Linked DNA regions of Mus musculus: region 1 is linked to region 2. The links are chromatin contacts, called in public Hi-C maps. All regions are on one chromosome and are shown on one strand. Each heading gives the region's core, a stretch centred on a gene start, on an enhancer-like site or on the middle of the called end of the contact. The rest is flanking DNA. Distances are from core to core; before and after follow the strand shown. Region 1 holds the start of Parvg (parvin, gamma). Region 2 overlaps Samm50 (SAMM50 sorting and assembly machinery component).

Region 1 (4,717 bases), core at 510-3,009, 110 kb after region 2:
GTCTGCTTGTGCCATGTGCCCTGGAGCTGGTCTGTGGGCAGCATGGTTCTGCAGGTCTCTGTCTTCTCCCTCACACACTGGGCTCCACGGTGGTAGGCAGGCTCTGGGTGTCTATGGCCCACCCATGCTGTGGGGCAGAAGTCATGTCGGGGTGGAATGGTGGAATGCAGGTCTCTGTCTTCCTTCTCCCATGCTGTGCTGCCTGGATTTGGTTTGATTTGATTCGATTTGATTTGATTTGATTTGATTTATATGTCCTAGGCATAAAACAGCTGTGGTCACCAAGCCAGGTATCAAGCTAGGGTGCACTAAGGACTGCCATCTGCTCTGCCCCTGACTGATATAAGAACAGCACCAACAACAAGGTGTCTCTTTGCCCAATGCCAGGGGGATTTTCTTTTTCTTTTTTAAAGAGAGTGTCTCATGTACTCTTGAAGTCTAGGCCGGCCTTGAACTTCTGATCCTCCTGCCTCCAGCTTCTGAGAGCTGGATCACACATGTCCTCTCCCATGCCTAGTTTATGAGGTGCCGGGGATTGAACTCGGGGCTTCCTGCATGCTAGACAGACACTCTATCAATTGAGCTCTATTTCCAGCCTCCATCAGGCATTTTGTCATAGGACCAACACAGTCCTTTAAGCAATAACAGCCATCAAAATATGCTCATTGATCCCATTTTGTGCCTGGTGCTATTGTAGGCACTGACTTTTAGTAGTGAGTGGGAAAGATGGGTTCCAACCTGTAGAGCTCCTGGTTTGATGGTGAGACAGCTATCAGGCACCAGCCCATGTCATCAGCTGATCTAGCATGGCTGCACACCGGGTGTGATGGCGCACGCCTTTAATCCCAGCACTCGGGAGGCAGAGGCAGGCAGATTTCTGAGTTCGAGGCTAGCCTGGTCTACAAAGTGAGTTCCAGGACAGCCAGGGCTACACAGAGAAACCCTGTCTCGAAGAAAAGGAAAAAAAAGGATAGTTTTAGCATGGCTGCAAGCCCAAGACCATTGTAAAAGAAAAGGATGTTGTGGAAGACTTCCTATAGGAGGAGGTACCAAAGCTCATGCCAAGAAGGAGTTGTGAGCCATGTGAAGAGTTGAGCAGAGCTTACAAGACATGGGGACAGGCATTGTGACATCAAAGTAAAAGCCTGAGGCACTGGCAGAGAACAGGCAGGTGTTGTGCGGTTTATAGGGAGAGGATGGGAGGGCTGGGGAAGCTGGGGAAAGTAGCTTGTGGGTGCAGAGACTCGGGCTGAGACCTGGAGACTGGCTTTATTTAGGAGCCTTTGGCTGGGTGTAGTGGCTCCTGCCTGTAACTCAGATATGTAAGAGATGGAGGCAGGAGAATCAGGAGTTGAAGGACCACCTCAGCTTGGTGACTTTGAGGTCAGTCTGAGCTACATGAGACTGTCTTGAAGTTAGTCCATCAGCAAGTGAGAAAGCAAGCAAGCTTGGTTGGAGCAAGCAAGCTTGGTTGGAGGGCCGCTCAGAGGGAGGCAGAGGTGCAGGCTGGGCACCATGAGAAAAAGGCAGTGGAGAACACAGTTTGCTGTTGGGGTCCTATCCTTGCTGTTATGTTTCAGACAGTGATTGTCTGGATTGATGGAGAGGCGGGGGCAGGGAGGGAAGTATGAGAGACCCCGTGATGCCATGGAGTCTTGGAAGACTAGGGGCAGGGGTTCTGGCAGTCTTTCAGTGGATTTAGGGTACCTCGCTCATCAGCAACTTAGAGGAGGAAGCTGTCTGCAGCCACCGGGGTGGCAGAGGAAGTGAACAGAAGCCCTGCCTTCCACCTCCGGAACCTGTCTGCGTTGGGAACCTGGTCACCCTCTAAGCTAGTGGGCTCCATTTCCTGATTTGAAAAGAAGCAGCGGGTGAGTGCATCTAATCTTTGGCCTGTGGGGTCCCTGAGCTATTAGAATCTTCTACCTGTTCACATGTCCGGGTAGTGGACCTCAGAGAGGAAGGTGGAGAGGTTCCTTGAATAGAAACCCAGAGGCACATCTCAGCTGGGAGCTCACAGTCAGGGGGATCTGCCAAAGGGGAGCCCCACATCCAGCCACGTTGCTGAGGCCATTGCATCATTTTACTGAGGATCTGTGAGACCCGTCCCCACAGGAAAGCTCTGACTACCTCCCCCACAGCCAGATGAGCAGTTTTCAGACCAGAGCCACTCAGAGCTTTACCGCATGAGAGAAAGCCGAGTTCCCCACCATGAAGAAACTGCTGTTTGGGGCAGGGAAGGAACCCACCTGGGACCGGTCACCAGAGGCAGTTTCAGGTCTATGTGTACTTGGCTGGACACAGGGTCTAGCTTCTCCCTGTAGAGTTGCATCAGAGTCAAAGAGAGAGCGTGCTGGCCTATAGTCACCCAGTCTGAGTAGGAGGAGCTGGCTGGGGCCCAGGCTCCCCACCCCAGCCCAACTCTCTTTTCTCTTGCTCAGTTTGTGGGGTTTGGAACTCATTCCCAGGGGGCTCTGGCCTTTTGCTCCTGGCTTCAGGGTAGGACTCAGTTTCCCAAGGTTCCCAGGCTGTAGCCAGTTTGAGGATGGTGGCTCTCAGCACCGCCCCCCCCCCCCCCCCAGTGCCTCTTCTTCAGCACAACTCTCAGGTTCCTTGTTGTGAATTTCCTTCCAGTTTGACCCCAGACCTCCAGTATCCCAGTGAGCCTGGGAATCCCAGGCTCGTGCAGAGGCTGAACGAGGGACATAAGGGAAGAGTCAAAGGTGGCCATGCGGCAAATGAAACTTCCAGAGGGGAAGTGTGGGCGGAAGAACCAGAAGTAGGTTAGGGAACCAGAAGGGGGCCATTAGCTTCTGAATCTGATCCTTGCTGGGTACGGGCAGGCCTGACAGTGCTCATCACGAAGCTGGCTGTGGGGGATGGGAAGGTGGGGTGGGATGGGACTGCTGGTCTCAGTCTCAGGCCTGACACTGCGCATTGCATTGTGAGGCTGGGGCGGGGGCGGGGAAGACACGACACACTGCTGGTCTCAGGCCCATCACGAGGACGAGGAGGGACTGCTGGTCTTTCACAAGGAGCACGAGCTCTGGGCTTCGTGAGCAAAAGCCCTGACAGACCACACCCCAAGTCTGGGGGTGCGGAGCCAATTGGCGAAAGACTCATTCAAAACTGGAGGCTGGATGGGCCAGCCTCCCTCTGTGAGGCAAGCTAACATGGATTGGGGAACACGTCTGGGTGGCTTTGGCCTTCAGCCTGGTCCACCCCATCTACATCTGGGAGAGTCTGGTCTGTTTTTTACCTGTCTTGGATTCAGGGACCCTGAAGGGATGGATGGACGGCCACTTCACCCCACTGGTGGGTGCTTACCCTCATACAGATTAACCCAGAGCTCCCTTCCCACACTTGTCTGATGCTCTGTGGAAACTGGGGTGCTGACCTGGATGTAGAGAGAGGGTTGAGGTTCCTGGCCAGGCTTCCATGTGCCTGGCTGGCAGGGAACTTGCTTGCTTCCCAAGCTTTTGCCCAGGCTGTGCCCTCAGCCTGTGCGTTTTTAACCTTCCTTGTCGTGAGAAAATATCTTGACAAAAGGAACTTAAGAAAGGGAGGTTTTCTTTAGCTTCCACTTTGAAAGCACAGCCCCTTCAGAGGGAGCAGGAGGCCACTGGCCAAGCTGCATCGGAAAGAGGAGAGACAAATGAGGTTTCTCAGTTTGTTCTCTTCAGTTTCATTCAGCCCAAGATCAGCCCATGGGACAGCACTTTCCTTCTTACACTGAGGGAATCTAGGCATGCCCAGAGCTTTGCCTATCAGGTGAGTCTAGATCCTGCCAAGGCAAAAATCAGGATAAATCACCACAGCCAGCCTGGTAACTTGTCTGCCCCTGCAAGGTTTGGTTGACTTCAGGTGTCTCACACCAGGCTTCATTCCTCACACTTGGCCCTCAGTGTCTTGCCCACTCAGTGTCGGACTCCCGTCCTCCATCCATCTCTCCCAGTCTGAATGAAAGAATGAACACATGGTGAGCCTTGGCCTTAGAGACAGTAATGCACTCTCCTGTCTCTTCCAGGGAAGGCAAGGAAGAAGATGGAGTTAGAGTTCCTCTATGACCTGTTGCAGCTCCCAAAGGAGGTAGCTCAGCCCACGGAGGAAGAGCTTCCACGAGGTCCTGGTCCTAGTGGGACAGAGTTGTTGGATCAGGGGAGGGGGATAATGTGTGACCAGCTAACTAGAACAAGACAGGTTGTATCTGGTGACCACTCATGTATCCATCCATGTATCCATCCACCCATCCATCCATCCATCCATGATCCTTCCATCCATCTACCCATTCATTCATCCATCCATTTATCCATCCATCCATCCATCCATCCATTCATCCTTCCATCCATTCTTCATCCATATATTCATCCATCCACCCACCCATCCACCATCCATTCATCCATCCACCATCCATCCATCCATTCACTCACCAGCCATCATCCATCCATCATCCATCTACTATCCATTCATCCACCATCCATTCATCTATCCATCCATCCACCTATTCATCCACTCTCCATCCATCATCCATCCACCAATCCATCCATCCACCTTCCATTCTCTATTCATCTTGTCCACTCACTCATCCATGAATCACCCATCCCTTCATCCACACACCCATCCACACATTTATCCCTCCCTCCTTTTTTCCTTCCCTCCATCCCTCCATATTCACTCACTAGCTCACTCGTGTCATCAGGAGCTGACCCCAGGCCAG
Region 2 (4,350 bases), core at 532-3,031:
TTATTTTAAACAGACAGTAGCTCTATCTACGATTGCAATAATCCAAGTTCAGAAGTTATCCTGAAAACATCTACTTTTCTTTAGTACAATTCAAATTTTATTGTTGAGTAATATTTTCCTTCACTTTTTAGTATTTGCATTTTTTTGTCAAGATAATATAAAAGCTTCTTTTTTTTGTTGTTTTTTTTTTTTTTTTTTTTCAAGACACGGTTTCTCTGTGTAGCCCTGGCTGTCCTGGAACTCACTCTGTAGATCAGGCTGGCCTCGAACTCAGAAATCCACCTAATCCACCTGCCTCTGCCTCTCTGCCTCTCGAATGCTGGGATTAAAGGCATGCGCCACCACCGCCCGGCTCTTTTTTTTTTTTACTTACTCACTTCACATCCTGCTTGCTGCCCCCCCCCCCCAGTCACCTCCTCTTACAATCCTTCCCCTATCTCCCCTCCCCATCTCCTCTGAGTGGATGAGTGCCCCACCGGATCTCTCCCACCCTGGCACTTTAAGTCTCTTCGAGGCTAGGCAAATTCTCTCTCACTGAGGCCAGACAAGACAACCCAGCTAGAAGAACATATCTCACAGACAGGCAACAGCTCTTGGGATAGCCCTTCCTCCAGTTGTTCGGGACCCACATGAAGACCAAGCTGCACATCTGCTACATGTGTGTGGGGAGGCCTAGGTCCTGCCCTTGTATGCTCTGTGGTTGGTGGTTTAGTTTCTGAGAGCCCCATGGGTCCGGGTTAGTCGACTGTTGTTCTCCCGTGGAGTTCTCTTCTGGGCCAGGAACATTTGCTTTTACATGCATGCACTTTGATTTCAAATCAGGCATGCCTAGTAAGACTTCAGCACTCAAAGAGTTAAAAAAACAAACATGAAAAGCAGCAGCTGCAGCTTTGCTACTCAGTTGCACTCGGTAGGAAGTGTTAATGGTAGAAATAGATTAAACTTGGTCTTGTTTTGTTTTAGATGCAAAATGACAAGTGAGGGGCTGGAGAGACAGCTCAGCGGTTAAGAGCACTGACTGTTCCAGATGACCCGGGTGTCTAGCACCCACCTGGCAGCTCACAACCATCAGTAGCTCCAGTTCTGGGGTCTGATTGCCTTTCTCTGGTCTCTGCAGGCAGGCACTGCACTCATGTGGTGCACAGAGACATACATGCTGACAAGTATATGTTTGGTTTTGGTTTTATTTTTGTTTTATATTTTAGCTCTGGCTGTCCTGGAGCTCAGTATGTAGACCAGGCTGGCCTCAAACTCATAGTTAGCCTTCCTCTGCTTCCCGAGTGCTGGGATGAAAGGTGTAGGCCTCCATGGCCTGGCTGTCATATACATTTTTTTTTTTTTTTGGCCTTAAGCCTAGCTTTAGCAGGATTCATCTCTCCAGCTCTCATACACATTTCCAAAGTGACACGTGACAACTATGTGCATTTGGAATACATTGGTAGATTGATGGCAGCTCAGCTGGCTTCCCCTGGGTTCCACAAGGCCTCACAGCCCTCTAGTACTGCCCACATTCACACATGCTATGCTGTTTAACAGTCTCCCAGAAACCCTTGCTTCTCTATTTTCTTACATCCCTTCCCCACTGGCGACCAACATAGGATTAAGAGAACTGAAGCTTTCCTGCCATGTCAGCAGGAGCCCCAGGGGCAAGGAACATGGGGCAGCTCAGAAGAGCACCAAAGTAGCAACAGAAAGGGCGGAGGAGCAAGGCCGAGGCACCTGATGAGGAGCACTACCGAGGCTCTGGCTTCAGGGCCTGCAGAGGCCAGATACTTCCTTCCTGAGTTTGAGTAGCTGCAGGCTGCAGGGCTCAGATAAGAAAGTCACCCCAGCACTTTTCCTCTCCTGGGTCACTCGAGCCAGTGACTGACTCCAAAGGAACTTTTCTCCAGGCCTGGTCTTCACCATTGAAACCAGGGGTTTGGGGGAAAGCCTGGGCTCCGGCAGCCCCAGCAGGCTAGGCTCAGACACCATCTCCATGGTGGTCACGGAGGCTCAGTGTGGCCACTGGAGGAGGAGGAGCAGGTCGCTCCTTCCCTCCTGGCCCTGCAGACAGTGCAGGCAGCAGCCTCATTCCTTTGGGGTACCCCGGCTCCTCAGCTGCATCATGGAAGGATCCTGTAAAGGAGAGAGGCTGGCCTTGCCCTCGCAGTTTGTGGAGCAGAACTGGAAGCAGGAGCCTTAAGGGCTGAGTCAGCAGGTTCTGTTCCCTTCCTTAGGAGATTACCTGGGCGGCGAGGCCTACTGGGCTGGGGGCCTGCACCTCTACACCCCACTGCCCTTCCGGCCAGGCCAGGGTGGCTTCGGAGAGCTTTTCAGAACTCACTTTTTCCTCAATGCGGGCAACCTGTGCAACCTCAACTATGGTGAGTCAGCCCCGGCCACGCATCCTTCCGATTCAGAACGGTGCCATCCCTTACAATGCCGTTATGTAAAGGGGAGGCTGCGGCTTACTCTAGAAACAAGCTTCAAGTGCTTCCGGGGCCCAGAGCTCAGCACAGCTCTGTCCAGAGGATGCTCACAGGGCACTGAGCAGTTGGGAGCCCTGGGCCCTCTCTGAGGTGTGGCATGGGCCCCGCTGCTCTGCTAGAAGAGCCTTTCTAGGCCAAGGGGCAGGGTAGCCAGGCCCAGAGAGTCGAAACCTTCAGCTGGCTGTGGAAGAGTCGGGTGCCCATGATGCCAGCCCCATACCTGTCTCCACCAGCTAGATCCAGCTGTAAGGGGCCCTGTCAGGGAGGGCCACACCTCTGCTCACCACCTTCACTGTTTCAGGTGAGGGCCCCAAAGCCCATATCCGGAAGCTAGCTGAGTGCATCCGCTGGTCCTATGGAGCAGGCGTCGTCCTCCGACTTGGCAACATCGCTCGGCTGGAGCTGAACTACTGCATTCCTATGGGCGTGCAGGGGGGCGACAGGTGTGTGGGCCACTGTCAGCTCTGCAGCTCATCGGAGCTTCTGTTGCAAGTGGTTCCGAGATGGCCACTTCAGTATAGGTCTGAACTTAAAGAGAGAATGGAGTCAACTAAAGAATGAGAGCATGCGGTCCGCTGCTGAGCTGCTCTTAGTTGGAGGGGGAAGGGAAGACCCACCCCTTCCCTGGAGCACTGCTGCTCTGCCTCAGGGGCTAGCCAGGGGAAGTGTTGACCCTGCTTGCTGGATGTGTAAAGCAGGAGAGAGCTTCCCTGTGCCAACCCTGGCCTGGGGCTGCCCACAGCTTTGCTCTGGGCTGGAGGACTCCACCCATGGACATGGAGCCATGTCTGTGTTCCTTGGGTGGGTTAGACCAAGGGCCATTCAGGGTTATAGAGAGAGCCTTACATTACCTTGTAGGCATTGTCTGGAGGCCCAGAGGGATTGTTATGAGCAGGGAGCTTTAGTAACAAAGCTCGGAAAGTCAGAGGTCCAGACATGATGGTGGGAGGCAGTTGCTAGGACACTGTACCTGGCTTCCATGGGACGGGCCACCTGCTGACAGGCAGGCAGCCTCACGGGGAGCCAATGCAAGCACCTGGCCTCTCATGGGCCCCTCTCTTGTGCCTTTATCCCAGACAGATCAATTCCCACGGGCCACAAGGCCAGATGCCACCTTGCCTTGTGGTAGGGCCTGGAATAGGTTACATAGCTACTCTGGCTCTGTTTTCCTGTGCAGAGACTAGAAGGCTTTGACAGACAGCTCTGAGCTTTCAGGGGAAATGTTGCATGTCCGAGCGGCCCTCCCGCTCTGCTTTTGTGTGGTCTGACTATGGTGTCTGTCACTCCCATACTGCTGTGTTGTACTGGCCCACTGTTCTTGTCTCTCAGTGTCTTCTGTCCACCACGCCTGCTGCCTACAGTCTGACCTGCCACAGTTGCTGATTGCACAGTGCAGTGAGGAGAGGAGGGCTGGGCCCTGGTGCGCAGCAGGTGCCTTCTCAGCCTGGGTTAGCTCTGTGCAGCCTACCATGTAGGTGGAGCTGAAGCGGAGCTGTGGCCAGCTGCCTTCACATACTGTGTTGGGGCCAGGTCACAGGGGTGTGGTGGGCTCCAGTGCCAACCACAGCTGCAGCAGCTCTCTGAGCAGCTCACCTCTTGTGGCCCATGCTGCTGTAATACTGACAGCAGCCACAGGGTGGCAGTGTGCACCAAGCAGTTCCTTCGCTCTTGAGCTTCTTGCTAATTGGCCCTTTAGCGAGTGTTCTTTACAGCTCAGGACCCCTCAGCTGCAATGAGTTAAATCCAAGAAGCATGTTTCAAAGATAAATTGAGAACATACCCTTCAGGAAGAAGAAGTCTGCTGTGCTGAAGTGGGGAAGACCCTGGCCCGGGTTTGCCTGGCAGCTGTTTGCCATTGTGATGGTGGCAGGCAGGTGTT

What was found. A called contact is a pair of places that touch in the nucleus more often than the background predicts.
Region 1: a Hi-C map of LSK cells shows a contact between it and region 2, with 3 times the contacts expected there. The contact joins the promoter of Parvg here to the enhancer-like site in region 2. A contact is called at or near these places in 1 of 39 promoter capture datasets (macrophages), 4 of 484 Hi-C or Micro-C datasets (the HPC-7 cell line, LSK cells, the N1E-115 cell line and 1 more), 1 of 115 datasets of contacts at active chromatin or transcription factors (the HPC-7 cell line) and 3 of 9 other capture datasets (adipose tissue, liver and pancreatic islet).

Annotation. Positions count from the first base shown.
Region 1 is chr15:84,322,961-84,327,677 of GRCm38.p6, forward strand. It overlaps Parvg (parvin, gamma), which reads left to right and starts at 1,760. Exons shown (of 13, transcript NM_022321.4): 1 at 1,760-1,871; 2 at 4,028-4,123. The coding sequence starts at 4,045. Gm22890 (a small nucleolar RNA gene) reads right to left here and starts at 392; the gene lies at 249-392.
Region 2 is chr15:84,208,265-84,212,614 of GRCm38.p6, forward strand. It overlaps Samm50 (SAMM50 sorting and assembly machinery component), which reads left to right. Exons shown (of 15, transcript NM_178614.5): 13 at 2,220-2,366; 14 at 2,773-2,914. Among named protein-coding and RNA genes, the nearest start is that of Gm52212, 6.8 kb to the right of the region's middle. Within about 2 kb of position 1,782, at least 36 of the 459 cell types and tissues checked have an H3K27ac peak or open chromatin away from gene starts, as enhancers often do. A contact at or near this core is called in the HPC-7 cell line and LSK cells, where this site is marked.